Regions from separate parts of the Mus musculus genome. Here all the other regions are linked to region 1. A link is a contact called in public HiCAR-type, HiChIP or PLAC-seq and promoter capture Hi-C data. All regions are on one chromosome and are shown on one strand. The core of a region is the stretch at or near the end of the contact, and the rest is flanking DNA. Distances in the headings are between cores, read along the strand shown. Region 1 holds the start of Galt (galactose-1-phosphate uridyl transferase). Region 2 holds the start of Fancg (Fanconi anemia, complementation group G). Region 3 holds the start of Stoml2 (stomatin (Epb7.2)-like 2). Region 4 holds the start of Fam205c (family with sequence similarity 205, member C). Region 5 holds the start of Dnaja1 (DnaJ heat shock protein family (Hsp40) member A1). Region 6 holds the start of Aptx (aprataxin). Region 7 holds the start of Unc13b (unc-13 homolog B).

The links. Promoter capture Hi-C pulls out the DNA fragments that hold promoters and counts their contacts. HiCAR-type assays count read pairs that join an accessible place to other places. HiChIP or PLAC-seq counts read pairs in DNA pulled down with a chosen protein or histone mark.
Region 2: an H3K27ac HiChIP or PLAC-seq map of embryonic stem cells shows a contact between it and region 1, with 4 times the contacts expected there. The contact joins the promoter of Fancg here to the promoter of Galt in region 1. A contact is called at or near these places in 8 of 39 promoter capture datasets (the C10 cell line, embryonic stem cells, hippocampal neurons and 3 more), 1 of 15 datasets of contacts at CTCF or cohesin (embryonic stem cells), 1 of 484 Hi-C or Micro-C datasets (B cells), 6 of 115 datasets of contacts at active chromatin or transcription factors (the 230-238 cell line, T-cell acute lymphoblastic leukemia, embryonic stem cells and 2 more) and 2 of 9 other capture datasets (liver and pancreatic islet).
Region 3: a contact with region 1 is called in a promoter capture Hi-C map of liver, with 5 times the contacts expected there. The contact joins the promoter of Stoml2 here to the promoter of Galt in region 1. A contact is called at or near these places in 9 of 39 promoter capture datasets (the C10 cell line, the HPC-7 cell line, embryonic stem cells and 4 more), 1 of 15 datasets of contacts at CTCF or cohesin (embryonic stem cells), 1 of 484 Hi-C or Micro-C datasets (B cells), 6 of 115 datasets of contacts at active chromatin or transcription factors (astrocytes, embryonic forebrain, embryonic limb bud and 3 more) and 3 of 9 other capture datasets (embryonic stem cells, liver and pancreatic islet).
Region 4: a contact with region 1 is called in a HiCAR-type map of astrocytes, with 7 times the contacts expected there. The contact joins the promoter of Fam205c here to the promoter of Galt in region 1. A contact is called at or near these places in 2 of 39 promoter capture datasets (the C10 cell line and the HPC-7 cell line), 1 of 484 Hi-C or Micro-C datasets (cortical neurons), 7 of 115 datasets of contacts at active chromatin or transcription factors (the SCID.adh cell line, astrocytes, embryonic stem cells and 2 more) and 1 of 9 other capture datasets (embryonic stem cells).
Region 5: a contact with region 1 is called in a promoter capture Hi-C map of liver, with 7 times the contacts expected there. The contact joins the promoter of Dnaja1 here to the promoter of Galt in region 1. A contact is called at or near these places in 6 of 39 promoter capture datasets (cranial neural crest, erythroid cells, liver and 2 more), 1 of 484 Hi-C or Micro-C datasets (B cells) and 3 of 9 other capture datasets (adipose tissue, liver and macrophages).
Region 6: a promoter capture Hi-C map of pre-B cells shows a contact between it and region 1. The contact joins the promoter of Aptx here to the promoter of Galt in region 1. A contact is called at or near these places in 5 of 39 promoter capture datasets (cranial neural crest, erythroid cells, liver and 1 more), 3 of 115 datasets of contacts at active chromatin or transcription factors (large pre-B cells, microglia and pancreatic cancer cells) and 2 of 9 other capture datasets (adipose tissue and liver).
Region 7: a promoter capture Hi-C map of liver shows a contact between it and region 1, with 2.7 times the contacts expected there. The contact joins the promoter of Unc13b here to the promoter of Galt in region 1. A contact is called at or near these places in 6 of 39 promoter capture datasets (embryonic stem cells, hippocampal neurons, liver and 2 more), 1 of 484 Hi-C or Micro-C datasets (B cells), 5 of 115 datasets of contacts at active chromatin or transcription factors (astrocytes, embryonic forebrain, embryonic stem cells and 2 more) and 2 of 9 other capture datasets (embryonic stem cells and liver).

The regions. Positions count from the first base shown.
Region 1 is chr4:41,753,819-41,757,408 of GRCm38.p6, forward strand. It overlaps Galt (galactose-1-phosphate uridyl transferase), which reads left to right and starts at 1,699. Exons shown (of 11, transcript NM_016658.4): 1 at 1,699-1,834; 2 at 2,143-2,312; 3 at 2,529-2,604; 4 at 2,695-2,743; 5 at 2,864-2,993; 6 at 3,121-3,177; 7 at 3,338-3,460. The coding sequence starts at 1,810. Gm42274 (predicted gene, 42274) reads right to left here and starts at 1,954. Exons shown (of 2, transcript NR_155499.1): 1 at 1,351-1,954.
Region 2 is chr4:43,007,689-43,011,667 of GRCm38.p6, forward strand. It overlaps Fancg (Fanconi anemia, complementation group G), which reads right to left and starts at 2,613. Exons shown (of 14, transcript NM_053081.2): 1 at 2,314-2,613; 2 at 2,019-2,112; 3 at 1,460-1,591; 4 at 1,023-1,225. The coding sequence starts at 2,409.
Region 3 is chr4:43,029,067-43,032,797 of GRCm38.p6, forward strand. It overlaps Stoml2 (stomatin (Epb7.2)-like 2), which reads right to left and starts at 2,318. Exons shown (of 10, transcript NM_023231.2): 1 at 2,263-2,318; 2 at 1,905-2,042; 3 at 1,370-1,469; 4 at 1,174-1,232; 5 at 983-1,084; 6 at 704-838; 7 at 427-571; 8 at 213-292. The coding sequence starts at 2,307. Fam214b (family with sequence similarity 214, member B) reads right to left here. Exons shown (of 9, transcript NM_001253353.1): 9 at 3,348-3,731.
Region 4 is chr4:42,872,578-42,876,042 of GRCm38.p6, forward strand. It overlaps Fam205c (family with sequence similarity 205, member C), which reads right to left and starts at 1,657. Exons shown (of 5, transcript NM_001356379.1): 1 at 1,446-1,657; 2 at 917-962; 3 at 459-522. The coding sequence starts at 1,589. It also overlaps a transcript of Phf24 not described here.
Region 5 is chr4:40,720,051-40,723,966 of GRCm38.p6, forward strand. Dnaja1 (DnaJ heat shock protein family (Hsp40) member A1) reads left to right here and starts at 2,418. Exons shown (of 9, transcript NM_008298.6): 1 at 2,418-2,583; 2 at 3,653-3,794. The coding sequence starts at 3,663. It overlaps Gm6297 (predicted gene 6297), which reads right to left and starts at 2,791. Exons shown (of 3, transcript NR_077226.1): 1 at 2,582-2,791; 2 at 1,444-1,617; 3 at 104-1,344. Mir207 (microRNA 207) reads left to right here and starts at 2,867; the gene lies at 2,867-2,945. It also overlaps a transcript of Aptx not described here.
Region 6 is chr4:40,701,896-40,705,804 of GRCm38.p6, forward strand. Aptx (aprataxin) reads right to left here and starts at 1,299. Exons shown (of 8, transcript NM_001025444.3): 1 at 1,242-1,299.
Region 7 is chr4:43,056,911-43,060,676 of GRCm38.p6, forward strand. Unc13b (unc-13 homolog B) reads left to right here and starts at 2,043. Exons shown (of 40, transcript NM_001384106.1): 1 at 2,043-2,375. The coding sequence starts at 2,354.

The sequences.
Region 1 (3,590 bases), core at 449-2,948:
CTGCCTATTTCTCTTCTTCTCTCCTGCCCAGCTATAGGCTGTAGGCATCTTTGTTAACCAATCAGGGATAACTTGAGGGGCAAGGATGCATAGCATCACTTGGTATAGATGAGAATGTCCTTGTCTGTGGGAGTGACCAGACCTTGGGAGCCAGTATTTAAAATATTTATTTATTTATTTATTTATTTTATACATATGAGTACACCACCATTGCTTTCTTCAGACACACCAGAAGAGGGCAACAGACCCCATTACAAATGGTTGTGAGCCACTATGTGGTTGCTGGGAATTGAACTCAAGACCTCTGGAAGAGCAGTTGGTGCTCTTAATCCCTGAGCCATCTCTCCAGCTCCCCACCTCCCCAGCCAGTATTTTGCATCATAATACATAGCAACAGACCAAACCTCAACAGCCTAGAATGTTCTATGTAGCCAGGCTACTCATTGATATGCCTGTCTCTGCCCTTCAAATACTGATGGCCTTTTGCTTGTTTTTGAAATTGGCTTCACTATATTGGCCAGGATGGTCTAGAACTTGTGGGCTCAATTGATCTTCTGCTTCAGCTTCTAGAGTAGCTGAGACTATAGGCAAATGCATCACTGTGCCTGGTATGTATGCACAAACGCATACACGCGCGCACACACACACACACATTACTGTCTTTTGGTTTACTTTTTTTTTTTTTTTCGAGACAGGGTTTCTCTGTGTAGCCCTGGCTGTCCTGGCACTCACTCTGTAAACCAGGCTGGCCTCGAACTCAGAAATCTGCCTGCCTCTGCCTCCCAAGTGCTGGGATTAATGGTGTGCACCACCACTGGCCGTTTGGTTTACTTTTATATAGATTGGGCCTTGTTATGTATAACTGCGCAGGCTGAACTTGAACTTGTAAGTTTACTGTCTCTGTTTCTGGAGTGCTGGGATTACAGGTGTGTACCACCACACCCTATACTTACTCAGTTCTCTTTATCTAACCTTATTTCTGCTCCTGAGGCTAGAGGCATAGTTACAGTGAAATACTCACACATCCGGGCAATACCTGAAGGGCCAGGCTGCAGGCTTCATCTATAGTATGATCAAGTTCCTCACCTCCACCCCCTCTCCACAACTTGCATCTTAACCACACACAGCAGCTCCGCAGGTGACCCAGGTCATGAGTTCAGAATGCTGCTGGTCTTTGCACAGGGCGTCTCTATGCTCCACACAGAACCTAGGTGCCTGGCACACGGTTAAGATGCTCAGTAAAAACGATGTCTTCTGAACAGGACAGGGCCTGATGTGCAAACACAAGAACTCACTACACCTGTGGTTACCTGCACAAAACATGAGAATGGACCCATAGAGGTTTCTTACCGGTTTGGGGGGCGGTGCACTCACGAGGCTCCGCCCTTTCTGATGGACTATTGGCAGTTAAAGGCTGCTGGCAGGAGTGTCCTTGAGTGGTGAAGCTGATATGTCATGCTCCAATAAATAGCCCTAATGTCGTGCAAGCAACCCGAATCCGTGGCGGGACGAATGGACACAGCAACCAGTTTTCACAGATGCTCTCCAGAGAAGTAGCTACAATCCGGTGTGCAGGAGAATCATCAAAACAACCTGGGGAAGTGAGCGTGGCGGTCCCGAGCCCCGCCCTCAAGTGGCAGGCTGTGCCCCCACCGTCACGTGTTGGCGACTAGCCAATCATCCAGGGTGGGCGGGGGGAGACATGGAATGGGGCGCTCACCTTGTGTACCTTAGGTCAATTCGTGTGGCCTCACGTCGCATAGCGGAGCCGATCCTGAGCAGCGCCAGCAGGCTTCAGAGGCGGACGCCATGGCAGCGACCTTCCGGGCGAGCGGTAATTGCTGGGCGGCCTGGACCCGCTACGGTGCGGAGCCGAGCCTTCCTTTTCCGTAGGAAGTTCTAGTCCCAGAGTCAAGGTCGGCACTCCTACCCGAGGCCAGGGTGGCGGGCGAGGGAAGGAGGGGCTTGCAGGCCGTGTGGCACGGAAAGCGTTTAACCCTTTAACTCCCCTCCGCCAGCCTATAGCTTCTAGAAACACTGCGCCGACCGAGCGTCCCTGTACTTGGGCCTGCTAGGGCATTAGAGCCACTCGGGGAAGAGAGAGACAGGGAGTTTTGCTGACTGATCCTTGTCTCTCCCCAGAACACCAGCATATTCGCTACAACCCGCTCCAGGACGAGTGGGTGTTAGTGTCGGCTCATCGCATGAAGCGGCCCTGGCAAGGACAAGTGGAGCCCCAGCTTCTGAAGACAGTGCCCCGCCACGACCCACTCAACCCTCTGTGTCCCGGGGCCACACGAGCTAATGGGGAGGTAAGCCCGAATACACAGCCACCAACTGGGATAGGAAAAAAATCCTTCTTCCTTATTACTACCCTTCGCCCACAAGGGGGAGCAGTGCGCCTCCTTTTGGGTCATTTCCGGGCAAGCAATTTTGATCCTTTGAGTGGGGCCTTCCTCGCCCCCGTTGCAGCCTGGATAGCCCTTGAATTCCGTCAGGTAGTATTTCTAGCCTATTCTTGTCAGTAGGTGAATCCCCACTATGATGGTACCTTTCTGTTTGACAATGACTTCCCGGCTCTGCAGCCCGATGCTCCGGATCCAGGTACCCTCAATTTAACCACTGTTGGGGAGAAGGGAGACTGGGTCTGACCCGGGTACCTGTGCTACAGAGAGTAATACTCCTTTATTCCAGGACCCAGTGACCACCCTCTCTTCCGAGCAGAGGCCGCCAGAGGAGTTTGGTAACTTTGGGTTTCCCCTCTTACAACCTCCAGCCCAGGTCTGAAGACGAAGACCTGAGCTTGGGCCCTGCCCTTAGCACCCAATCCACTTCCCTATGTCATTTTTCCCTCACCACCTAGTAAGGTCATGTGCTTCCACCCCTGGTCGGATGTGACGCTGCCACTCATGTCTGTCCCTGAGATCCGAGCTGTCATCGATGCATGGGCCTCAGTCACAGAGGAGCTGGGTGCCCAGTACCCTTGGGTGCAGGTCTGTGAGGGGGAGGTGTAACTTTGGTTTGGGGGAGAACCATTACTGCTTCCACAGGGTATGGTGAGGAGGGGTTGACTTGATGTCTGTGTGACTATTGAATATCTCTCTCCTTTCTACCCAATAGATCTTTGAAAATAAAGGAGCCATGATGGGCTGTTCTAACCCCCATCCCCACTGCCAGGCAAGTATGTGACAGGCCTTAATGGCTTTCTTGGCTGAGTCCACCGGCATTGTGGACAGGACTACTAGATTAAGAGATAGGGCAAAAGAAATACATTGGTAATTCGGAGGCTCAGAGATAATGGGCTGGCCTGCTCTTCTTTGTGCTTGCCCTTTGACAGGTTTGGGCTAGCAGCTTCCTGCCAGATATCGCCCAGCGTGAAGAGCGATCCCAGCAGACCTATCACAGCCAGCATGGAAAACCTTTGTTATTGGAATATGGTCACCAAGAGCTCCTCAGGAAGGTAGACCAGACCTTTTACCCTCACAGAGAGACGTGCTTTAAAGGGGGATAGGACATTAGCAGCCACCTAAAGGAATATTATGGTGGCTTAGGGTAGGTGCTAGTGAGAGCCTTCTGTTTCCCTGCGGCCT
Region 2 (3,979 bases), core at 1,363-3,862, 1.3 Mb after region 1:
CTTCATCCTTACTTGGATTCGTTAAGCTATTTTAAACATTGCACCCAAGAAAATCCCCCAATATGGAGCTACCAGAGCAAGGTCACTCAGAAAGTCTATTGGGCTTTTTTGGTTGGTTGGGGCTTTTGTTGTTATTTTAGTTGTGTGTGTGTGTGTGTGTGTGTGTGTGTGTGTGTGTGTGTGTTTTGGTTTGGTTTGTTTGTTGACAACCATGAGAGCAGCCTTCCCAGAATATAATGATGCTATAAACAGAGAATGGTGGTGCAGGCTTGTTGTCCTAGTGACTCATATTCTAGATGTTGAAGCAAGAGGGCTGTAGGTTCAAAATCTTGAACCTTGGCTACAGAATGAATTCAAGGCTAGACTAGGCTGGACAACTTATGGTTCTATCTTCAAATAGAAAATAAAAAGAGTTGAGGACTGGGTGTGGTGGTCCACACCTATAAATCTCAGCACTGGAGGCTGTGGCTGCGCTAGAAGGAATGCAGTAAGTTTGCAGCCGGGGTACACAGTTAGAGCCTGTCCCCAAAACAAAGTGGGCAGCCTGGCATGGTGGTGCACACCTCTAATCCCAGCACTTAGGAGACGGAGGTATGTGGGTCTTTGAAGCCCTCCTGGTCTAAGGCTACATAGTAAGACCTTGTCTCCAAAAAAAAAAAAAAGTGTGTGTGTTGTAAAGTGGAAGTAGACTAGAGAAATGGTTCAGTGGTTAAGAGCACTTATTCTTACAGAGGACCCAACTTCAGTTCCTAGCATCTACATGATGGCTCCCAATTAGTGGCTCTTTAACTCCAGTTCCAGGGGATCCAACCCCCTCTTCTGACTTCCATGGGTACCAGGCACAAACATGGTACACATACATATATTCAAGTCAAACACTCAAACACATAAAATTACATTAGAAAACAGGAAGATGGGCAGGAAGGGAAGATGGAAAAGGTAGAGTGCTTGCTTAGCATGTCTGAAGCCCTAGGAGATTTGGGGGTGTGGGGAGGTACATTCATCTTCATTTCCCCAGTTACCTGGCTGCCATTTAGGGTTTGTAACAGCAAGGTCAGGTCCTCCAGGTGGTCGGTACTCATCCAGAAGACAGCTTGAAGGCTGGCCAGGCAGTGTAAGGCAGGCAGCAGCTCCGGTGGAAGGGAGGAAGCAGAGAGGACAGAGTGCCACAGCTCCTTGAGTCCCTGCTGTGACTTGGGCTCCAGGTGATGCTGGGCCTCCAGCACTGTAAAGCACAAACACACACACATACACACACACACCCATCTCTCATCTCCCTATACTCTCTGGGTTTTCCTTTCTGAAAGAGCCCAAAGACTACAATAATACACCTGCCTAGTCTGAGGAACATACAGAGGATTAGAAAAGAACATCTGTCTCCGTGGACAGATGTTCCTCTCACCCCCCAGCCTCATCCCTAAATCCAAACTGAAACTACCAGGAGCAGAGGAGACCTTACCTCTTTCGAGGCCCCTTTGAAGATCCTGGGTAAGATCTTCAGTGAAAGCCTGGACTAGGCTAGCCCTCAGGATTATACAATTACAGAGGACAGTCAGCTCCAAGGGGAGAGCGGGGACAGCAGCAGGGAGTCCTGGAGCGACAGGATGCTGGTCTCACAGGCTGTCCCATGAAACACAGCCCAAATGGTTTCCAACCCAGAGACCAACCCCACTCCAACCAAGGCTTCAAGAAGGAATTCAGTTTTTGCTCAGACAACTTTGGAAAGAGCAGGAAGTTCTCTAAATCTCCTGAAAATCACCTCTTCAAATGTTCCTGTGTGTGTGTGTGTGTGTGTGTGTGTGTGTGTGTGTGTGTGTGTGTGTGTGTGAAAAGAAGAAGGAATTAAGCTACTGAAAGACAATCCCACCCAGTCTCTTCTGGGCTTTACGCAGGACTCCATAAGCCCTAGGAAAATCACCTCAATCCTAGAACCTCGTAAAAGAAGCTCATCTTTGAATGCTGGTGATTTGCGGGGTGGTCTGAGGGGGGAACTGAACCTTCTGGAAGGTCGTTCTTACCTTGTAGAGTGAGGAGGAGTTCCCTAAGCCCTTCCAGTGTGTCTTGGGCCGATTGCTGTCGCCTCAGAGAGGGACGAGAATCCCTGGTGAGTTGCTGAAATTATGTAGGGAGGCATTAAGGATCAGTCTTTCTCCCTTGTAACAGAGACAGGGAGGGACACATATTCCTGTCACTTCTGTTTCTAAGGACGGAGGTCAAGCTCTGTTCCTTCCCCCTAGACTAGGGTGAGATCATTACAAAGCCGCTTTCTGACATCTTGAGGGTACAAGGTGAGAGTCCCAGCAACCACATTACCTTAGCCTGTCTAACAAGCTGGTCGTTCTTTTCCCTCCACAGGTCCAGGCTACTGGAAAATGTTTTGGGGAGGGCTGGAATGACCTGGCTGGACATTGTCGCCGAGGTAGATCACTGTTACCCGAAGGGGTCTTTTCATGGGTGGAGGCTGGTCCCACCGGTGTCTTCACCCTAACCGCAAGAAGCCACTTCTGCACCCCACCGGACTCCCCCCGGGTCGCAGCCGGGCTTGCTCTCCCTGACCAGAAACCCACCTCTCAGTCCCCGCCACCACCCACCGCGCCTGTGGTTGGCCAAGCTGCAACACTCTCGGCCGCGGTTGGTTGTCTTCAAGAGACGGTTCCGCGGGAAACTGAAAAGAAACCCGGAACAAGGAGGCGGGGAGACAGGAGGCCAGCCACATGCCAAGGACGAACTGCTGGGTCTGCAGGGCCTCCGCGGGGGTCAGAGTGTTGAGGCTAGTTTAGGAGGAGTGGGTCTTGGCACCAGTCTCTGGCGGCGCTCTGCCTTAGAACCAACGGCAGTCCAGGTTTCCCCGCTCCGTGGCTGGAAGACGGACCGCGCGGTGTTTGCTGGGAGTTGTAGTACTGTGGAGAACGCCCAAGAAAAGATTCCTCATCACCCATCCCTACCCCCACCCAACCCCCCAACCCCGGAAGAAAATGTCTCCCGAAAACTAAGGACAGGAGACTGAAGCCCTTGGTAATCTCATCCTTTCTCTTTGAGAAAAACAAAAAAACAAAAAACGCGGAGAATCGGACATTCCTACGCAGAAAGGAAGGAGAAAAAAAGTACTTGACACTATGTATATGGTAGCAGCAACTCAAAACACTTCACAAAAGACATACAAGAGCCCCAAATAAAGCTGGGCGTGGTGGCACACGCCTTTAATCCCAGCACTGGGGAGACAAAGGCAGGCAGATTTCTGAGCCTGGTCTACAAAGTGAGTTCTTGGACAGTCAGGGCTATACAGAGAAACCCTGTCTAGAAAAAGAAAAAAAAAAGAGCCCCAAATAAAAAGCTTAGAAAACAAGAAATCACTTTCACAGGTTTAACAAGATTTGCTTTTGCCTTGTTGTTATCATTTTTGAAGGCTTGTTTTTATTTTGTGTTTTTTAAAATTACGTTTATGCGTCTGTTTATGGGTAGGTACATGTGAGTGCATGCAGGACTGATGGGCAGAGATGCCCAATGCCCTGGATTTGAATTTTAGTCCTTAGCCACCTGACATGGGCACTGGGAACCAACCTTGAACACAGGCCTGAGGGCCTGCACGAGCACTAAGTACTCTTAAGACGAGCCGTCTGTACAGCCCGATGATATTTTTGAGAGTTTCACTGTGTAATCCTGGCTGGCCTGGTACTGGCTTTGCAACCTCCACCTGATGGTGATCCTCCTGCCTGAGCCTCTCAAGTGCTAGAATTACAGGTGTGCACCATCTTATCCAGCAGGCAATGAGAGTTTTGTTGTTGTTGTTGTTGTTGTTGTTGTTTCTTTTTTGGGTGGAGGTGCGGGGGGGGGGGGGTGCAGTGGTGGTGGTTGTTGTGTTCTTTTTCTTTTCCAGAGAGGCTTTCTCTGTGTAGCCCTGATGCCCTGGAACACCCTCTGTACACCAGGCTGGCCTCAAACTCACAGAGATTAGCCTGTCTCTGCCTCTCAAGTGCTG
Region 3 (3,731 bases), core at 1,068-3,567, 1.3 Mb after region 1:
CTGTAGCCACAGTGCATAAAAATCAGAGGTCAGAGATTTGGGGAGAAAAGAGAAAGGTTACGTTCCTGGAAAAGGGGCTATACAAATCCTAACACAAAGCTCACATAATCTGGCTTAATGGAGCCACGCTGTCAGGAACTCCCCATAAGGATAGAAGAGAAAAGCCCTTCTACTGTCTATTCCCACCCCACCCACACCCATCAGCCTCTCACATGTTGAGTCAGAGCCCCAGCCAGAATTCGAATCGCTTCGGCTTTAGCCTTGGCCTTGGCCAGAACTGCACTGGCTTCTCCTAAAAGAAAAAACAAAAAAACCAAACACAGTAGTTTGACCCATGCAATTAGAGAAGCCCAAAGCCTCTGTCCCAGCCGTTATCTTTAAAGCCCTGGGCCCTGCTCCTCCCTCTGCCTCTCACCCACTGCTCACCTGCCGCCTGATTTATCTGTTCAGCCTTTTCTGCTTCGGAGGCCAGAATCTGGGCCTGTTTCTTCCCCTCTGCCACATTAATAGCTGACTCTCGTGTCCCTTCGGACTCTAGAACTGTGGCCCGCTTCCGGCGCTCTGCCTCTACCTGAAAGCCCCAATGACCCCCATCAAAAAGAAGGCAGGAGAATCTCTAACCAGGACTTACATACAACTCTATCTCCCACAATAGGGGATTCTAGTCCCAGTGGAACTGGAGTAACCCAATCTGTTTCCCTACCTGCATCTGCATAGACTCTTTCACTCGAGGTGGCACATGGATGTCCTTGATCTCGTATCGCAGGCATCGGATACCCCAGCAGTCTGCAGCCTGGTTGATGGCATCCACAATGTTGGCATTCAGGGACTCACGCTCCTAGATGAACAGAACTTGTGAGCAGCACAAGTCAGTGTCTCTATCAAAAGCCTAAACTGGGAAGGCCCCTGGCTAACCTTGCTCCCCAGGAAAGAGTCAACAGTTTATGCACTTAAGCCCTTACTCCAGCCCAGATCCGCTTACCCGAAAAACTTTGTCCAGAGAGAGTTTGCCAAGCTCTGATCTCATAGTCGTCTGAGCTAACTGGGTGACAGCATACTCTGGGTCTTCCACACCGTAACTTGCCTGAAAGGGCAGGTATAGGATCAGAACTGAAGATGCAGGATTTTAAGGAAGAGGCAGTTCAGAAAACTAGATAAACCCAGGGCAGATACCTTGTAAGGATCCATGATGCGCAGATAAAGGACTCCATCTATTTGTAGTGTTACATTGTCTGCAGGAGCAAACAGAAGAGAAAAAAACTGTCGGTCAGACCTCTAAGTCCCAACCAGCTCTTTCTCCTAAGCCCTGGATCTATAGCAACCACATCCTAGCGCACTTAGCACATCCCTGTCACCCCATCGCTCTCACCAAGAGTTACGGCTGACTGCTCAGGCACGTTGATAACAATTTCCTTGAGACTCTGCACATACCGGATTCGGTCTAACACGGGGATCAGGACGTTCAGGCCCTGAGAAGAGGAGCCATAGATTCTCAGAAGGGTGAGGCTAGTAAACTTGAACTCTAAGCTAAGTCTGGAGTAAGTAGTAAGTCACGTATAAACATAGAGAAGCAATCCCTCCTATCATGGCCTCAAAGGCTGGGGTGTCACTGGTAGGGAAACCTAAGAGTACAAAAAGATAAGACTAGGCTTATGAATGTCAAGAATGGAAGCCAGCAAGAGCTGCTGCCTTTAGAGTATGGTAGCTCCAGGAATGAAGCCTATGGGTCACTAGGGTATTAGGAAAGCGGGGAAACACGGAGGTGGTGTTCAGGAGACTGGGCTCTGCTAGAACTGGTCCTCGCAGGTTAGAAGTGCAGACAGGCCCCGACGGAAGTCCCACTTCCACACGAGTAAACGATCAGACGATCTGGCTGGCTGAGGGCGGGCAAGAGAGGTTCTCACCGGTTCCAGGATCCGGTGGAATCGGCCCATTCGCTCCACCACCCAGGCCTCCTGCTGAGGCACAAACAGGATCACGGTGTTTCGGGGCAGTCCAGAGGAGGCGCGGCGCGGAACGCGGCCAGAAGCCTGCACCGAGCCCTGAAGGAAGACGAGAGTAGGCTGGGGACCAGGCGCGGATCCCTAAATCCCTCTCCCTAGATCTCGACACCCCCCCCAAGGGTCCCCGGAGAGTGATTCACGTGGGGACCATGACCTGTGACCACAGTCCTTCCCCCAAAGTTAGAAGCCCACTCCTTCCCAGCTCAAGACCCAGGTGATGTCGGTCCCGAGCCTCTGGTGAAGGTTGCCTCGCTCTCACCCTCAGCAAAAGGGCTCCAGTGCCCCGCGCCGCGCGCGCCAGCATTTCCCACAGCCTCGGCGACCTCCGGAACCAACGAGAGGTGGGGCAGAGCGGCCTCTTGTGAAGCCTGAACCCGAGCCCTTCCTTCAGCTGGTCCACTCCGCCCGACGTACTTCCGGCGTATTAGTCCACCCTCCCATCCCCACTAGTCGGCGTCCGTCAAATCGTTCCCTGGGAAACGTAGGCTTTGAAGAGAGAGCCCGAGAGTGCAAGTTTGTTCTGGTTCTCAAAAACTACGAAGCTCCTGGGCATTGTGGTAGAAATTGAGGCAATATTCCGTCCGCAAGTGGTACAGGAACACCGCCCACCAAATTCTGTACCCACAGCCGTGACTCAGTTTACCCTCCAGCTCGTGTATAACTGTCCTAATCTGTCACCATAACGACAATGGATTGGATTGGCGCTCAGTAGTTGCCCGTGGTTGCCATAGTGACATTCTTGGGTAGTCATGCTGTTGTGCCCAGCTCTCCCACTGGGGACTGACCCCATTCCCGTTGTCATGGTAACTAGGAGGCCTAACTTTACCTTAGGACTGGGCGGAGATTTCTCCCTTCCCTCTTTTCCCAAGGCATCAACAGCTCTTTTTCATATTTTTTTCTGAGCCAGAAACGGTCAGGCATGATCCCCTTACATACAGAGGGAAACAAAGAGCCTCAGCCTTTCATTTTTGTCTGAAACACATCAACCTTGCTCAGGTCTCTGACACTCTCTCAAATACAAGCTTTAAGAGGCCTGTATCCCCCCTCATCTCCTTCTTCTCATTCTCCTCCTCCTCCTTCATTTTACATATACAGACACTGAGGTTCTGATGGGGCTAAACTACAGAATCAGTGTAAGAATCCAGATTCTCAGAGTTTAGCCTCTGTAGCTTCACTTTACCCACCCAGCCCCCAGCACCTTATACAAAAAGGACTAAGACTATGGTCCAAGACTCAGCTCATCCCAGCCTAAGATCTCATGGGTTTGAGCTTGTTGCCAGAATTCCAGCTCCCTTTAGGCCCCACATCTCCATCCTCTTGAACACAAAAAAAAGTAGAGGTTAGTTCAAGTTTCCAAACAAGAATTTATTCTTTTTTTTTTCCTTAAAAAATGTACCAGGTACAATTTTTCCCATTTTTTTGTTTGTTTGTTTTGTTTTTCAAGTTTCAGCAAATGCTTGTTCCCCTCAGCCAAGCCCCAAGAGTTAAGGGTTGAGGCTGGGTCAGAGTCTTAAGTGAGGAGTGGAGTAACTGGGAACCATGTGACTGAATGAGGGGCACCCCTCATCCCAGCTGAGGTAGGTGGGTCAGAGTCTGGTCAGGTGAGAGGAGGTTCCCCAGTCCTTAGGCCTGACTCTGTCCCTGGACACCTTCCTCAGTCAGGACACCAAAGCAAGGAGACACAGGCAGGAGGAGAGGGACAAGTGAGTCTGAGCCCTAGGTAAGAGG
Region 4 (3,465 bases), core at 407-2,906, 1.1 Mb after region 1:
AAAAATCCTAAAAATAAATAAATAAATTTATATAAATATATATAAAATAGCTGACTGAGAGTATCCCGAGAACTGGCCTGTGGAAGAGAGACGAGATCATGGAATTCAGCCAGACCTAGAGTTCTACCCTGGAAAGGATGAAGTTGGAAAGAGATACGATAGGAATGGCTTCCTTATGCCAAACCTATTCTCTTGACTGAAACACCTGACTCAACACGAGCAATGCCATCACCAATTAACCCTGAATTGCAGACCTACAGGGATCTACAGTAAAATGGATGCCACTTCCCTGTTGAAACTTACGAGCCTGTCTGCTCTGGCAAGCTTCACAGCTCAGACTAACACACTCCATGGTGTCTCTAGTCAGCACCTCCACCCTCCTCCCTCACCGAAGGCTAGGCTAAGCGATCACCACATCAAAGCTAGGAGCTGGGAGACTACAGAGAGCTAGAGGTCACCTTTTCATGTTAGAGAGCAGCTTCTGCAGTTTCTCAGTTTCTTCCTTGGTTGTCCTCTTCTTAACTAAAGGAGGACACAGCGTTAGGCTGAAGGGAAGGCTGAGGGGGCAACCGCTGTGAAGCTGAAGGACTTTGAAGGACACGTGACTTGGCAACCCCCAGAGCGCATGCTCAGAGTACAACTTAAACTCATTGCTTGCTGTCCTAAATCTAATTCCACGTGATCGTCAATGCTCTGACAGCGCCCATCTTGTGGGAAAGGCGGAGGTGACGTGAGGTCAGATAGAAGATGGGATCGTCCCGGCCTCTTCCCCACCCACGTAAGTCTTCATTAGTTCTCACTGTTTATTTTACAGTCTTGAGGGCTTGGAGACTGGCTTCTGGGGCCAGTCATCACAGAAGGTGATCTGTGGAACCCTCAGCCACGGGGGTAGGGAGCCAAAGGAGTCAGGATTTACCTCTTAGCGTTCTATCACTAGGCTTTTGCTTGATTCTTCGGAAACACTTGAAAGACAAAAAGCATTACAATATGAAGCGGAGACGTCAATTTTTTTTTTTCCACGTCGAAAGTGATACAAAATCCTGAAGTCTCCCCAAGTCACGGTCTGTAATCCAGCTCTATGGTCCCTGCATCTCTCCCTCATTTCATGACCCCAGCTCATGTTCTCCTCTTGTTTCTGACTCGCTTAGAGGCTCTCCCACACCCTATACCCTCCATCCCATCTCATGGATAAGTTCTGTGGTGGACTCGGAGGGGGGGAGGGGCATGAAGAACCGTGAAACAAATTAATCGATGAGTAACACTAGTAACCAAAGGACTTCAGTTATCAAAGGACATAAATGTCCACCAACCAACAGAGCTGGGACCCAGTGGGAAAAAAAATCCTTATTACAAAAGAAAAACCAAAAAGTAAGATAACCGAGAGATGTGGAGGGCATGAATTTCCTTAAACGACATGCTTAGGCCTGGTCACAGTATTTTCCTACCTTGGTACAGCTCTTGATAGGTCCCAACCTTAATCCTCGGTGGCTCCTTCTCACATGCCAAATAATCAATGCAATAATGAAGAGAGATCCATATGTATATACCGAGGATCCCACATCCCACAGAATAAAAGAAGGGACCATCATTATCCGACTTTCCTACTCATCCCTCCCCTGGGCTTCCAGGGTGTTAGAATGCAATGCCCCTGAGTTCTAGAGTTTGGCTCTCTGCCTCACAGAAGATATAACCAGGCCACCAAACTACATCACAAAGAGCCCTTGTTCCACAAATCAGGCGCAGAATTACAAACCTTTCCCTATCTTGGATAAACTCAAGTGGTGATTCGGTGTCCAGATGAGGGTGTGTGGTTGTCTCCAGGGGCTGCAGCGCCTGTGATGAAAGCTGCTGCCGTCGTCGATGGCATCTTCCCTTTGTGCTTTCCTACTCCCTGGGCATAGGGCTTCCTGCAATAGCTCTGTTCCCTGTTCATTCCAATCTGGCAACTGCCAAGATGGGGGCTAAGAGCAATACCATAAACTAAATCATCTGTACTGGGGAGATAGATCAAAATCATAGAACAGGGTTAGGCATTACACTGTTAAATCTTTTTTAAAAAGATTTATTTATTTATTCTTATGTATGTGAGTACACTGTAGCTGTACAGATGGTTATGAGCCTTCATGTGGTTGTTAGGAAATGAATTTTTAGGACCTCTGGTCAACTCTGCTCATTCAGTCCCTCCTCACTCCGGCCTAAAGATTTATTTATTATTATACATAAGTACACTGTGGCTGTCTTCAGACACACCAGAAGAGGGCGTCAGATCTCATTATGGGTGGTTGTGAGCCACCATGTGGTTGCTGGGATTCGAACTCAGAACCTTTGGAAGAGCACTGACTGCTCTTACCTGCTGAGCCGTCTCACCAGCCCACATTGCTAAATCTTAAAAGCGTAATTTTAATGTGTCAGGCAATGACTGATACCCAGTATTGAAGCAAGAGCCATCCTTTCCTGAGACAGAGAAAGTATGAAATGGTGTTTTAACAGGGATACTTTCTGTTCTGGAAATGTACAGTGGTGACGGCCATACTGAGTGTCCTTTATGCTTCTGAACTTCGCACTTACAAACAATTAAGGGGCAGCCATGGAACTCAGTAGGAGAACCTTTGCCAGCGGATGTAAGGCTTTAACTTGACCCCAAGCACCAAAATAACATAATGAATGCATGAATACCAAGAAAAGTTATTAAAATGGTGAGTTTATTTTATGCTAAGTATATCAGCAAAAGGAAAAGTATTTTTAAAATTTTGGTCATGAGGACTTTTTATCTTTTTTACTACTTACAAGGAAGAATATTATGGAAATTATTTGATAGATGAATTAATGAATGTTTTTCTCAAACATCTCTTACCAATTTTTAGATTAAGGAAAATTTCGGAAAAGTCACACTTGAACATGTGATGGACTCAAGCCATTTCCACATCTTTTATGAATTTGCAAATATTAACGTGCAGGAATGAGTGTACTCACTCACTAGCAAGCGTCAAGTGAAAAGCAGCGTTAGGTTTGAGTCTGGAATATCCTCACGGTCTCACACTTTTGCCTCTGGAGACCTCGGGAGGGGTTCACCAGTGCAGGCCTTTGCAGGTTATAGGTCTGGTTAGGCTCTTTCTCTACCTCCTGGCCCACCACCATGGGAACAGCCACTGCCTCGTGTTCCCATTGCCACAGACTGATCCACTCTGCCATGCTCCCCCACTCTAGAAACTAAAACTGTAAGTAAGCCAAGACAAATCCCACCCTCCTATTCATCAGATATTTTGATCCCAGTGAGACAAAAGCAACTCAGATAATCAGTGCAAGTCAGCGCTTTAGCAGCAGGCCCACATGCCTACAAAGTAGCAGGTTTCTTTTACTGTTGACAAACCTCAATCCGAAACTCAAAGTATTCCAAAATCTGAATTTAAAAAAAAAAATTCTAGCATGATACCACACATGGAAGATTACATATCTAATCTTACG
Region 5 (3,916 bases), core at 1,168-3,667, 1.0 Mb before region 1:
AAGTTTGTATGAGTACCTAAAGCTGTATTTGAAGATCTTCAGCACTTCACCATAAAACATTGGAAACCACTGAAACATTCAATAGAGATCAGGCAAACCACATCAAAAAATAACAAGGCTGATTTATTTACCCCAACAAAATAATCCGTTGTAAACAACACATGCAAGATAGTTTTCTTTTTTCTTCTTGCAGTCCTAGGAATCATACCTAGGGCCTTGAACAGAATAAGAAGCACTCATTCTATGTGTTATATTCCCACTCCAAAGACGGTGTCACACCTAACTCAAGTGATCTTGAGTTCACTAGCCTCCTGGTTCTGCTTCCTAGTTCTGAATTTTCAGAACTACCAAACTAAGCTAAGATCTCATTTCCACACAAAATTATCACATATGAAGTTGCTGGTAATTTTCGAGGTTTTTTGTTTGATTTGTTTTGAGACAGGGTCTTTCTTACTCTGTAGCTTTGGCTGCCCTGGAACCTGCTATGTAGACTGGCCTGGCCTCTATATTAGAGATCTGCCTACCTCTGCCTTCAGAGTGCTGGGATTAAAGGCAGACTTTATCAGCCTAGTCCTGCAATTTTGGTTGGTTGGTTGGATGGTTTTGGTTTGGTTTTTTGTTTTTAATTCTGGTTTTTAATCTCATTACGAGTTAAGTTCCTTGAGAGTAGGGGCCATGGCTTACAAGAGTTTTGTATTGGCAAGGCCTAGAGTATGCCTGGCATAGTAGATATTTTACTCAAAAGTGTTGGCTTAAAGCAGTAGTTCTCAAACCTGTGGGTTTTGATCCCTTCGGAAAACCTTTGGCACATATTTATATTACAATTCACAGCAGTAACAACATTGCAGTTATGAAGAAGCAATGAAAATAATTTTATGGTTGGGGGACACCACAACATGAGGAGCTGTAATAAAGGGTCGCAGCGTTAGGAAGGTAAAGAGCCCCTGCTTTAAAGACGTAACCTATTGATAGATGTGATATCTGAGAGGGTAACACGTAAGCTGAGAAAAGATGTTTCTCAACCAAAACCACAGCACATCATCAAAAAGTCTGTAAGGGAAGTGGCGTAGCTTTAGTGACCACAACAGAGTTTAGTGAAAGCAGTAACGGTGGAGAGGCAGGACAGCTCAAGGTAGAAATCCCAAAATCCGGAGGTTTTTAAGACCACGAGCTAAAGATGTCTTTGGGTAGGTTTGAAGACAGCCTTTCCAGCTCCCTTAGCTCTGGCTACATCCAATTACCTGTGATCTCCATAAAGCACTGAGACAGCCGCTCAGCTGGTAACGCACTGAAGACTTGAGTTGCCCGTGCAAAGGTACGAGAGAACTACAATGGTCCACAAGCCTAGAAACACACAATAAAACGAACATTTAAAGAATCTCATCCCACACTCTGCACTTCCATTAGGAAGTGTGCTTAACTGCTTCTTGTTCACCTGCTGACCTGTATTTTGTGATTTCTCTTATAAGTTTTTAGCTTGTTCCACTTCCAACGAAAGTCCAAGCAAGAGGCCCCGCGGTTAAGAGCATGTACCACCCTTCACAACTGCTCAGAGACAGGAGATTTCAGAATTTGAAGCCAGACTTAAGACTCCATGCCTCTGGCTTCCTTGGGCACCTACACACACACACACACACAGAGGATTCAAAATAAATCTTTAAAATATGTGAACTCTTTCAAGCTTACACCTCCACTTCTTTGATGTATCTATTGTGTTAGTGAATAAGAAAAACATTCACTCTGTCCTTTGAAAGCTTAAGATTCAACTTTGCCAACTATAGATTTTTGAGTCACCAACTGGAAATAAAAACGGTCAGAGAATTAAAACAATAAGCTAAAGCAATTAATTTTGCTTTTGGCCGCTCCTCTGCGGCCAAACTGGGTGGAAGACCATGACCCTCCGTTAGCATGAGGCATTCTAAATGTTTTCCTGTTTGGTGAAGTCCCAGATTCCCTCCGCCCAAGTCGTCAGAGCCAAAAGGATCTGAAGCCTGGGCCAGGCTCGTCCAAAAAGCTCTGACATAAGTGCGCTTGGGTGAAACCAAAGCCTGCGAGGCTGGTTTAGGGAGTAGGCCCGCCTTGCTCAGCATTTCTTGCCCGCAAGGCTCAGAGCTAAGGAGCTGGAGCTGCAGAAAATCAGACTCGCAGCCAGGGCTGGGTTCCACCAATCCCCTTCAGCACAGCGCGCACAACGCCTGAAGCACTCGTCCCCGGCTTACGGGCTCTGGGACATGACCTCTCCACCTCAAGACTTCCGCACTCTGGTTCCTCGCAATAAGAAAAAAAGCCTCTAGAAAATTCTACGAGGCTCGGGAACCCGGGCTTGAGTCCACCCCCACAAGGCCCTTGGGCGCAGCCACTTCCCGCCCCCGCGCCGTTGCCCAGGTAACCGAGGGGCGGTGGCAGCGGCGAGGGGCGGGACTTCCGGCAAGTGACGCGCCGGGGCTCGGCTACAAAAGAGGTCGGCTGCGGCGGGCCGGGCGGAACTTTCCAGAACGCTCGGTGGGTGGTGGAGGAGCAGCGTGTGGCTGAGCTGCGCTGTGCTCCGCTCCTTTCCGCTCTCCGGCGCCGGCCCGCTCACCGGTGAGTCTCCGGCCTCCCTCGGTCGCGGCGTGCGGTCTGGACCCCAGACAGCCGGGGAAGGCGCAGCCGGAGGCGGTTGGTCCCGCGTGGGCGGGGACTGCGGGTTCCTTGAGCCGGCCTCGGGCTTCGGAAGGCTGCCGGGAATGCCCGGCGCCCTGCCCGCCCGCACGCCTCGAGGAGGTCCAAGGCCCAAGCCAATTGGCCTCCCGCCTCATGCTCCTTGCTGCGTACCCCCGCGCTCCGCCGCCCGGGCCGGGTGGGCAGCGCTGCGCACGCGCGGAGCAAGGCAGGGGTGAGGGGCTGCGGGAGGAGCCGGGCGGAGGCTGCGGCTTGCGCTTCTCCTGGCTCTCCTCCCTCTCTTTGTTGAGGTTCGACCTCCCCCCCCCCTCCGCCTTTTCGATCAGGGTGGGAGGGAGAAAGGAAGGAAGCCTTAACGGTCGGCGCCGGGGGGCCCGGGAAACCCAGAGGGCGAGCCAGCTTCCAGGCCTGCGGGGCGAGAGTGGGTAAGCTGCGAGCGAGCAGGAGCAGGATGGCGACGGGGCCCGGGCACCTGCTCCCTGGAGCCGGTCTCCTAAGCCACTCCTCCACCCCCGGGAGTCCAGTGTCGCTTTCCGGCGAGGGTATGGCCTTTATCAGATGTACAAAGGCAGCGGTAATGTACTAACCAGTGGACGGAACCTATCAGTGCTGCTGTGGGTTACTAGCAAAACCTCTGGGGAAAGGAAACCGGAAGAAGCCAAATAATTCATGTGTTAGTGCAGTAGAGTCTGAACCAGCTGCGAGAGAGGCTTTCCTTCGCGTTCCCTGAAATCTATATTTTAATCTGTTCGAGTTTACAGCTGAATCATATCAGGAATTTTTTTTTACCTTTTAAGACGCGTAGGGAAGGCTGTATTAGTATGAAATAAATGCAAAAGAACAGATTGCTTTAGCTCTGGTAGTTAAAGACTACCCGTTAAGAGCCAGTCGTGGCGCACACCTTTGATCCCAGTGCTCAGGAGGCAGAAGCAGTTGGATCTTTTCTACAAAAGTTTAAAGCTGGTTTAAAATTACCATTTTCTGGTTTCAGGCTGTAAAAAATGGTGAAAGAAACCACTTACTACGATGTTTTGGGGGTAAAACCCAATGCCACCCAGGAAGAATTGAAAAAGGCATATAGAAAATTGGCCTTGAAGTACCACCCTGATAAGAATCCAAATGAAGGGGAAAAGGTAAGGGCACAGGCAAACAGCTCAGCAGCAGTGTTGCAGTGTGTGTATCTTTCTGTTCGTGCCTTAAAGTCTACCGTAGCTGTGCTTTGTAACAGTTGTTTCTAATGGGATGTCCTTTTCTG
Region 6 (3,909 bases), core at 49-2,548, 1.1 Mb before region 1:
CTGGCTTCCATGCAACTAGGACAAGGGTCTTAAAGTCCACACCCACAGTGACACACCTACTCCAACAAGGCCACAGTTCCTATTAGTGCCACGCCCTGGGCCTAGCATATACAAACAATGACGTTAGGAAACCCAAATGACAGGGCAAGTGACATGAGGCCAGAAATCTATCTTGAAGCGCTGTTAGCACAAGAATTTTCTTCAACAATGGAAATGTAGTAAACCTTCAAGCCACACTGATAACTGAGCTTTTGAAGGGCCATTAACACAAGTAAGGAACTGAATTTCCAATTAAACTTAAAGTTGCATAAGCACAAGTGAGTGTGGACTAATGTCCAACACAGACTTGAACTTAAGACTCTCAGCTTCTAATTTCTCAGAGGAATTAGGCTAAGTATTTCACAGACTGGCTCCACTGGCCAACATCCTCACTCTTCCCTCCCCAGACATACATGCAGGCACCTTTACCTGCACATACCATCTTTCAAGAATGCAGCATGGCTCCTGGCTAATACAGGATATCCAGAAGTTTGAGGTTAGACTACCCTACATACTGTTACCCATCTTGAAGAAGAAAAAAAATTGTCCAAGCCCAGTGGCAAACGCCTGTATCCCATCACTGGGAGGTAGGGACAAGAGGATCAGAAATTTGAGGAGGCCAGCTGGGCTACAGGAGACCTCTAAAATTAAGTGGGGAGGAAGGGCCTCTTACGAAATCCCCAATATATGTCGATTTCTCAAAAGTAATTACCCAGCAATTCCAAATTGGTGTCATTTCAAAAACCCCTGCTTTGTTGAATCTCTGCATTGTAAAGAGAAAGACCTTACACTGCTTCCGGCATTCTTAAGGCCCGCTGGGGACACTGCTAGTGCACCTCGAGTTACTCTTGGAAGGCGTTTCTGGCAGAAACACTTTCCTGTCAGGCTGAACAGCCCCGCTGCATGGACTTTGTCCACTCTTATCTCTAAATCTTTTCATGCTGATCTGGCAGCCAACTAGGTACAGGAGCCGGGTGGGGATGGGGGGCGGGGAGGGTGGGAGGCCGGAACAATGCGGCGGAAACAAAACTCTGAAACACGCCCACCTGAGCAAGACCAAGGGGTGGAGCCTAATCCGCCCAGAAGAAAGAAACCTCGAACTCCACCCTCAAGGTCACCGCTCCGAGTTAGCAGCCCGGGCCAAATGCCCCTGCCCGCTTCTAACCCAGCAAACTACGAAGGCAGGCGGACCATTAACTTACCTCGACTGTGGACACCCACAAACTTCACGCTGCTCTACTGCGCCTCGCCGCTTCCGGTGCTGAGAGATGACGTCACAAACGGCTGCCTAGCAACCGGTGATGATTCCAGTATCTTTTCGAGAATTGGCTGGAACGTTTTCTCGCCCGATACCCAGGTAGAACAGTGGCGCTAGCCGCTAGTTGTCCCCCGTGAGGATAGCTCCTTTGCTCGCAGCCTCCCGGTTGTCTGAATCCGGAGAGATTTCAGACAGCAGTCTTCTGTGGCTCATCTACGCAGCCATGTCGCCTTTTAGCACTTCCTCCTCAGGAAGCTTGCTATAAGTTAAAGCCATCTTTGAAAGGGAAAGAACGAGGTTGGAGGTAGTGAGAGAAATTCGTTCTGTAGCCCAAATTGGTCTTGAACTCGCGAGAATCTCCTTAGATTCCCCCAGTGCTGGGATTGCAGATGTGAGCTACCAAACACAGCTTTGAAGCCATCGTTTAAACTACAGGCTGGAGTGCCTTACCACCCACGTTAAAATTACACTTTTCTTTCTCTCTATAAGGAGAAAAAAGACTGAAGAGAGAGACAGAGGAACCCTGCTAAGATTTTTTTTTTATGATGTCTTCTCTAAATGAACTGAGGGCAATCAGCAGGAGGTTGGGATGACATATGTGTACTGATTTTTATAGCAATTCCAGGACGTTCCCTGAAAGTCTTGTATTGTAAATCACTAAAGACTTCTTGGCAGATGAAAGAATTCCTATCTCGTGAGTAAAATCAGAGTGTAGAATCTGAAACGCAGTCGAAACTGAACCTTACGGAGGCCCCCTTTTTTGGGGGTGGGGGGGTTGTTTAGACAAGGTTTCACTGTGCCCTAGACTAATCACAAACTCAAGATCCCCTGCGTCTACCTCTGAAATACTGGGATGACAGGTCTTCGTCCCCACTCTCAGCTAAGAGCTCTTTTGTTTCTTGATCAAATGGGTTACTATTGTTTTCTTGAAAAAGCAGGCTCCACTGTCTGATGGAGATGACAAGACAGGATGGGAGGATGTCCCTGAGAGCAAGGGAAAGCCGTGCTTTTGTTGACAAAGAAGATGCGGGTGTATGTTAGGATCAGAGCAGGAAGGGAGGAGGAATCTCAAGCTGTACAAACCTCAAGGCTGAGAACGTGGTCCATAACTGCCTAAGACATCAAGGCAGATCTGGTGACCCGACAGTTTGCGTTTTCCCTCAGGATTAGGCCTCTTAGCCAAGACTTCTACGCAGTCTCCATTGTGTCTCGTACAGCTAAAAATTAAACTGGGTCATTTGTGCAGAATTGAGCAGAGTTTTCCTAGCCACTGTATTAGGTCTATTCCATTGTCTGCAGTGCACTGACCAGAAAAGCAAGGTTGTTTGGAACAATGCACGGTCAAGGGCGTGGCAGGCACTTAAGACATTCACTGGGGTTCACATTGCTAGGGGACTACGCACCAAAATTTTTTCAGTTTCTCTATGAATCAAACAACTACTAATTTTTGTCACCCTAAAGCCCCACTATTCTGCTCTTAGCTTCCATGGGTTTAACCAATCTGGAAATACCATTTAAGTGAAATCATGTAGTGTTGGTTTTTGTAATCATTTTCTTTCACTTAGCTAGGTGTCAAGTTTCATCTACAATGTGGCACAAGTCAAAAGATCCTTTTTAAGGCTAATGTTTTTCTTTGGGTTTTTATTTTTTTAATACTTTTTAAGATTTATTTTATTTATATGAATACACTGTCACGGTCCTCAGATACACAAGAAGAGGGCATCAGATCCCATCTACAGATGGTTGTGAGCCACCATGTGGTTGCTGGAATTGAACTCAGGACCTCTGGAAGAGCAGCAGTCAGTGCTCTTAACCACTGAACCATCTCTCCAGCCCATATTCTTTTTTAATTTATTGATTTTTAATGTGTGTGAGTGTTTTTCGTGCATGTATGTCTGTACACCATGTGTGTACCTGGTGCCTGAGGAGGTCAGAAGAAAGCAGATCCCTGGGACTGAAGTTATAAGAGACTGTGAGGTGGGAGGAGTAGCCAGTGTTCCTACTGATCCATCTCTCCAACCCCCTATTATTCTTTCTTGTTTGTCTTCCCCCCCCCATTTCTTTTGTTTGTTTGTTTGCTTTGTTTTGTTTTGTTTTTCGAGACAGGGTTTCTCTGTATAGCCCTGGCTGTCCTGGAACTCACTTTGTAGATCAGGCTGGCCTCAAACTCAGAAATCCACCTGCCTCTGCCTCCTGAGTGCTGGAATTAAAGGCTTGCGCCACCACGCCCGGCTTTCTCCCAATTCTTAAAGACAGGGTCAAGGCTGACCTTAAAAGATCGCCTTAAATTCCTGATCCTCTTGCTTTGGGCTGTTATTGTTGTTGTTGTTGTTGTTGACAGGGCCTCACTATATAGCTCTGGCTGTCCAGAAACTTTTTAAGTAGACCAAACTGGCCTTGAACTCACAAAGTAAATTCTGCCTCTTGCGTACTGGGGTTAAAGGCAAGCACCACCATGCCCAATTTTCTTCAGTTTCCCAAGTGCTGTGATGGACTTTTGGGTTGTTCCTGTCTTTTGACTATTGGGAATAATGCTATATTTATGAACATGGATGTTCAAAACATCAAGATCTGTCTTCAGATACTGTGGAAAGCAGAATTGTTGAGATAGA
Region 7 (3,766 bases), core at 793-3,292, 1.3 Mb after region 1:
CTTTTCAGGAAACTGCCTGGCTTTCTCAGCTTCATGCTTTGGCTTCCTTTTTTCTTTTTTTAAAGATTACTTTTATTTCTTAGGGCAATGGTGGTGCACATCTTTAATCCCAGCACTCAGGAGGCTAAGGCCAGCCTGGTTGGCAGAGTGAGTTCCAGGACAGCCAGGGCTACATAGTAAAACCCTGTTTCAAACCTCAACCCTCCCTTCCCCAAAAGATTATTTTTATTTCATGTGTATGAATGTTTGCCTTCGTGTTTGTTTGTACTATGTGTATGACTGACACAGGTGAAGGCAAAAAAAAAAAAAGTAAAAAAAGATGAGATCAGGGCTGGCGAGATGGCTCAGTGGTTAAGAGCTCCGACTGCTCTTCCGAAGGTCCCGAGTTCAAATCCCAGCAACCACATGGTGGCTCACAACCGTCCGTAACGAAATCTGATGCCCTCTTCTGGAGAATCTGAGGATAGCTACAGTGTACTTACATATAATAAATAAATAAATCTTTAAAAAAAAAAAAAAGATGAGTTCCTCTGTAATTGGAGTTGCAGACAGTTATGAGCTCCCATGTGGGTGCTGAGACCCACAGCTGGGCCCTCTGCAAGAGCAGCAAATGAGTTTAGCTGCTCAGCCATCTCTCCAGCTCCTTACTCTTTTCTCTTTTTTCTTTTCTTTTCTTTTCTTTTTCTTTTTCTTTTTCTTTTCTTTTTTTTAAAGACAGGGTCTGATGTAGTTCAGGGCTCCACTGAACTCACTATGTAGTCAAGGATACAAGGATAGTTTTGAATGGCTAGTCCTGCTGCCTCCGCCTCCCAAGTGCTGAGATTACAGGCATCTGATGTTTTGCTTGGCCTCAGACTGTGTGCAAGCAGCTTTGTTGGCCAAGCCTACGTGACAAGGAACTGAGGCTGGCCCATAGTTAATCAAGAACTGAGGCTATGATTCCAAGCCCTGGAGGAATTGGGTTCCGCCAACAATCACAGAAGGGAGGTTGGAACTGAGATACTCCAGTCATGCAGGCACTTGAGAGTTTCTGAAAAACCCTCAACTGGAGGACTCGGCTCAGTTGTGCCTGGATTCTTGACCTGCAGAAAGTTCCGGATAATCAGTGTTGTTTTAAGCTACTAAGCTCTGGGGTTATTTAGTTCATGCCAATAGACAACATACTGGCTGTATCTACTTAGGTCTAAAATGTGTGCACCTCACAATTTTATTAGATTGTTTCCCACTGTTTTATACTATTGGCCAGGTGCAAAGTTTCCAGTCTTGCTGGTCGGCCTCTGCATTCTCTAGGAGGATCCTTGATTTTATAACAGTTCTGTTTGTTCTTTCTAAATTCAGTACTAGAATTCAGAAGTTCAACTCCTTTTCAGTTCCTTGCTTGCTCTAGAAAAACTGCGATGAATAGTTAAATATGCCAACCACTGGCAGCCCTAAAATGCCCACTATCTTTGAGATCTCGTGACTAGTGTGTTCCAAATCTTCCCTAAGGTTCAGTTTTTTTTCTCTTCTCCAGATTCGTAGTTCTAACATTTGGAAAGACACTTAAAAAGAGAGAGAGAGAGAAAGAGAGAAAGCTTCGTGTAGCATAGGCTAGCCTTAGATTTACCATGTAGCCAAGGATGGCCTTGAATTCCTTATACCCTAGCCTCTATGTCTGGAAGAACTGGAATTTTGCCGCCATAGCCCTAATGCAACCTTGTGTAATTACTATGGCAAATCTCTCTCCGGCTGTAAAGCCTCGTCTCATTAAGGAAATCAATTGCCAAGTCTTCAATGAAGAGAATCTGGTTTTTGTGTGGAAACTCCACGCACGTGGGAGGAGCAAAAGGTTTCAACTCTCGCCTCACACAGGTGAGGGCCAGCCCCGCCCATCCTTGCTTTGAAGCCCTTTCAGTGGGCGGAGCTGCTATCAATCTTGGTTATTAGAAAAATGAAGGGGGACCTCGAAGTCTACGTGCTCCCGGGGGGGCGGGGTCGGCAGACTGGGCGCGAGCGGATTGGCCGGGAGGCGTAGCCCTTGGGGATTGGTTCCGCCCAGTCTCTCGCAGGGATCCCAGCCGGAGTGAGGGGAGGGAGTTCTGGTCGCTCACGCTTCGCAGCTATGGCGCCTCGGGGCCGCGCCCAGTCCCCAGTTTGCCGGCGGAGCCTCAGCTCTTTCCTCTGCTCACTCCGACCGTGAGAACCCGGGCGGCTTCGAGGGAGCGGGGAACGCGGCGGGCGCCGGGGACCATGAGGAGCGGCCGGACCCGCGAGGCGGACAGCAGAGGGTGGCGCGGCACCTGCTGAGAGAAAAGAGGGAGCGGCCGGGCTCCGCGCCGCCGAGGTGCGGCGGAGGCTGGTCCGCGCCTCGGCCATGTCGCTGCTCTGTGTGCGTGGTGAGTGCGCGGCCGGCGGGACCCGCGGCTCCCACGCCTGCCCGGACACTTGTGGTAGTGTCCCGGCGGCGCTTCTCCCGAACTTCGCTCCCCGCGCTTGCCCTGGGTGGCGAATGCGTTCGTAGTCACTTCTAAAGGTCCGACGAGTTTCCCCCGCTCCTTCGTGACCCCCCTTCCGCGGCGGACTGTTATCCGTCCATTCTGGCAGCCGTGAGACAGCGTTGTTGTCGGGCTTGCCAGATGCTATTAAACAGTGAAAAGGGTCCGATGCCAGTGGGCACCTGAGGGGACCTCCTATGGTTGGCGCCTGTCTAGAGCGGACAGCTTCTTCTTCTCCCCGCGCTGTGGAACTAGTTGGCCCCGGAGTAGCAGCTTTTTATGACTCTGACCGTGTTAGTGGTACAGCTGTCACATCCCTTCAAGTTTATTTCTTGATTTGCATCTTACTATTGTCTGTCTCGTCCCCGGCTCCTTTCCTGAACCTCAGTTTGTGTCAAGGCATAGATTATATTTTCACATGACACTTTGAAGAAGGAGGTGGTGTTGGCTTCTCCCCTTTGGGAGTGGAACATGGAGAAATGGTTTATTTTATTTTAGCTTTGGCTCTTTCTCTGAGGACACTTGGTCCATCCAGGAAGGGATGTGTTTGTGTGTGATGGTTCTTGGAAACAACAGTCTTGTTATATAGTCCAAGCTGGTTTGGAGTTCATTGTATGGCTCAGTCTGGTTTGGAAGTTGTGATTTAACCACCTCACCTCCCGAGGACTGGGGTTACAGGAAGCTTTTTATAAAACCAGAGCTTTGGAGTTTAAGTCATGTGAGGTACAGTGCCCTGAATTTAGCTCTAGAGACTGTGTTGCTGGTGTTTTTATTTTTTACAAAATAGTATTCCGAGTGCCAAGCTCCGTAGAAATTTTGAATGAATGCAAGAACTGTGATTTTAGAGAGATTAACTGGCCAGAAAAAGTAGGGTTTGGATTGCTGATTGAATTTGATCTTGGGAGATTCAAATTACAAGCCATATATCTGTTGAATAAAATGAGATAAAGTGGTTTGATTGTGAGAGCGTATTTATCCACTAGAGCCTTCCCAGAGCCTTTTCCTGTCACTTTTACAGGGTAGCTAAGAGTTCATGTTTCTTTTGGCTGTACGGATTAGAAGCATTGTTGTTTGTGATCCCTCTGATTGCAGTGTTTCCCCCAGCTGCTGGCAAATGGAACTGCTTTGGGTTGTGCTAGTCTACTGTCTCATTAAATCTGCACTAACCCCAAATAGGATTTGGTTACTTCCGGGGATTATGAGAGCTACAGTTTTTCTTTTTTTTTTTAGTGGTTGATTTTTCATTAATGAGAATTTTGCTTTGGTTTTAGGGAAGCATTTCCCCTCAGCAG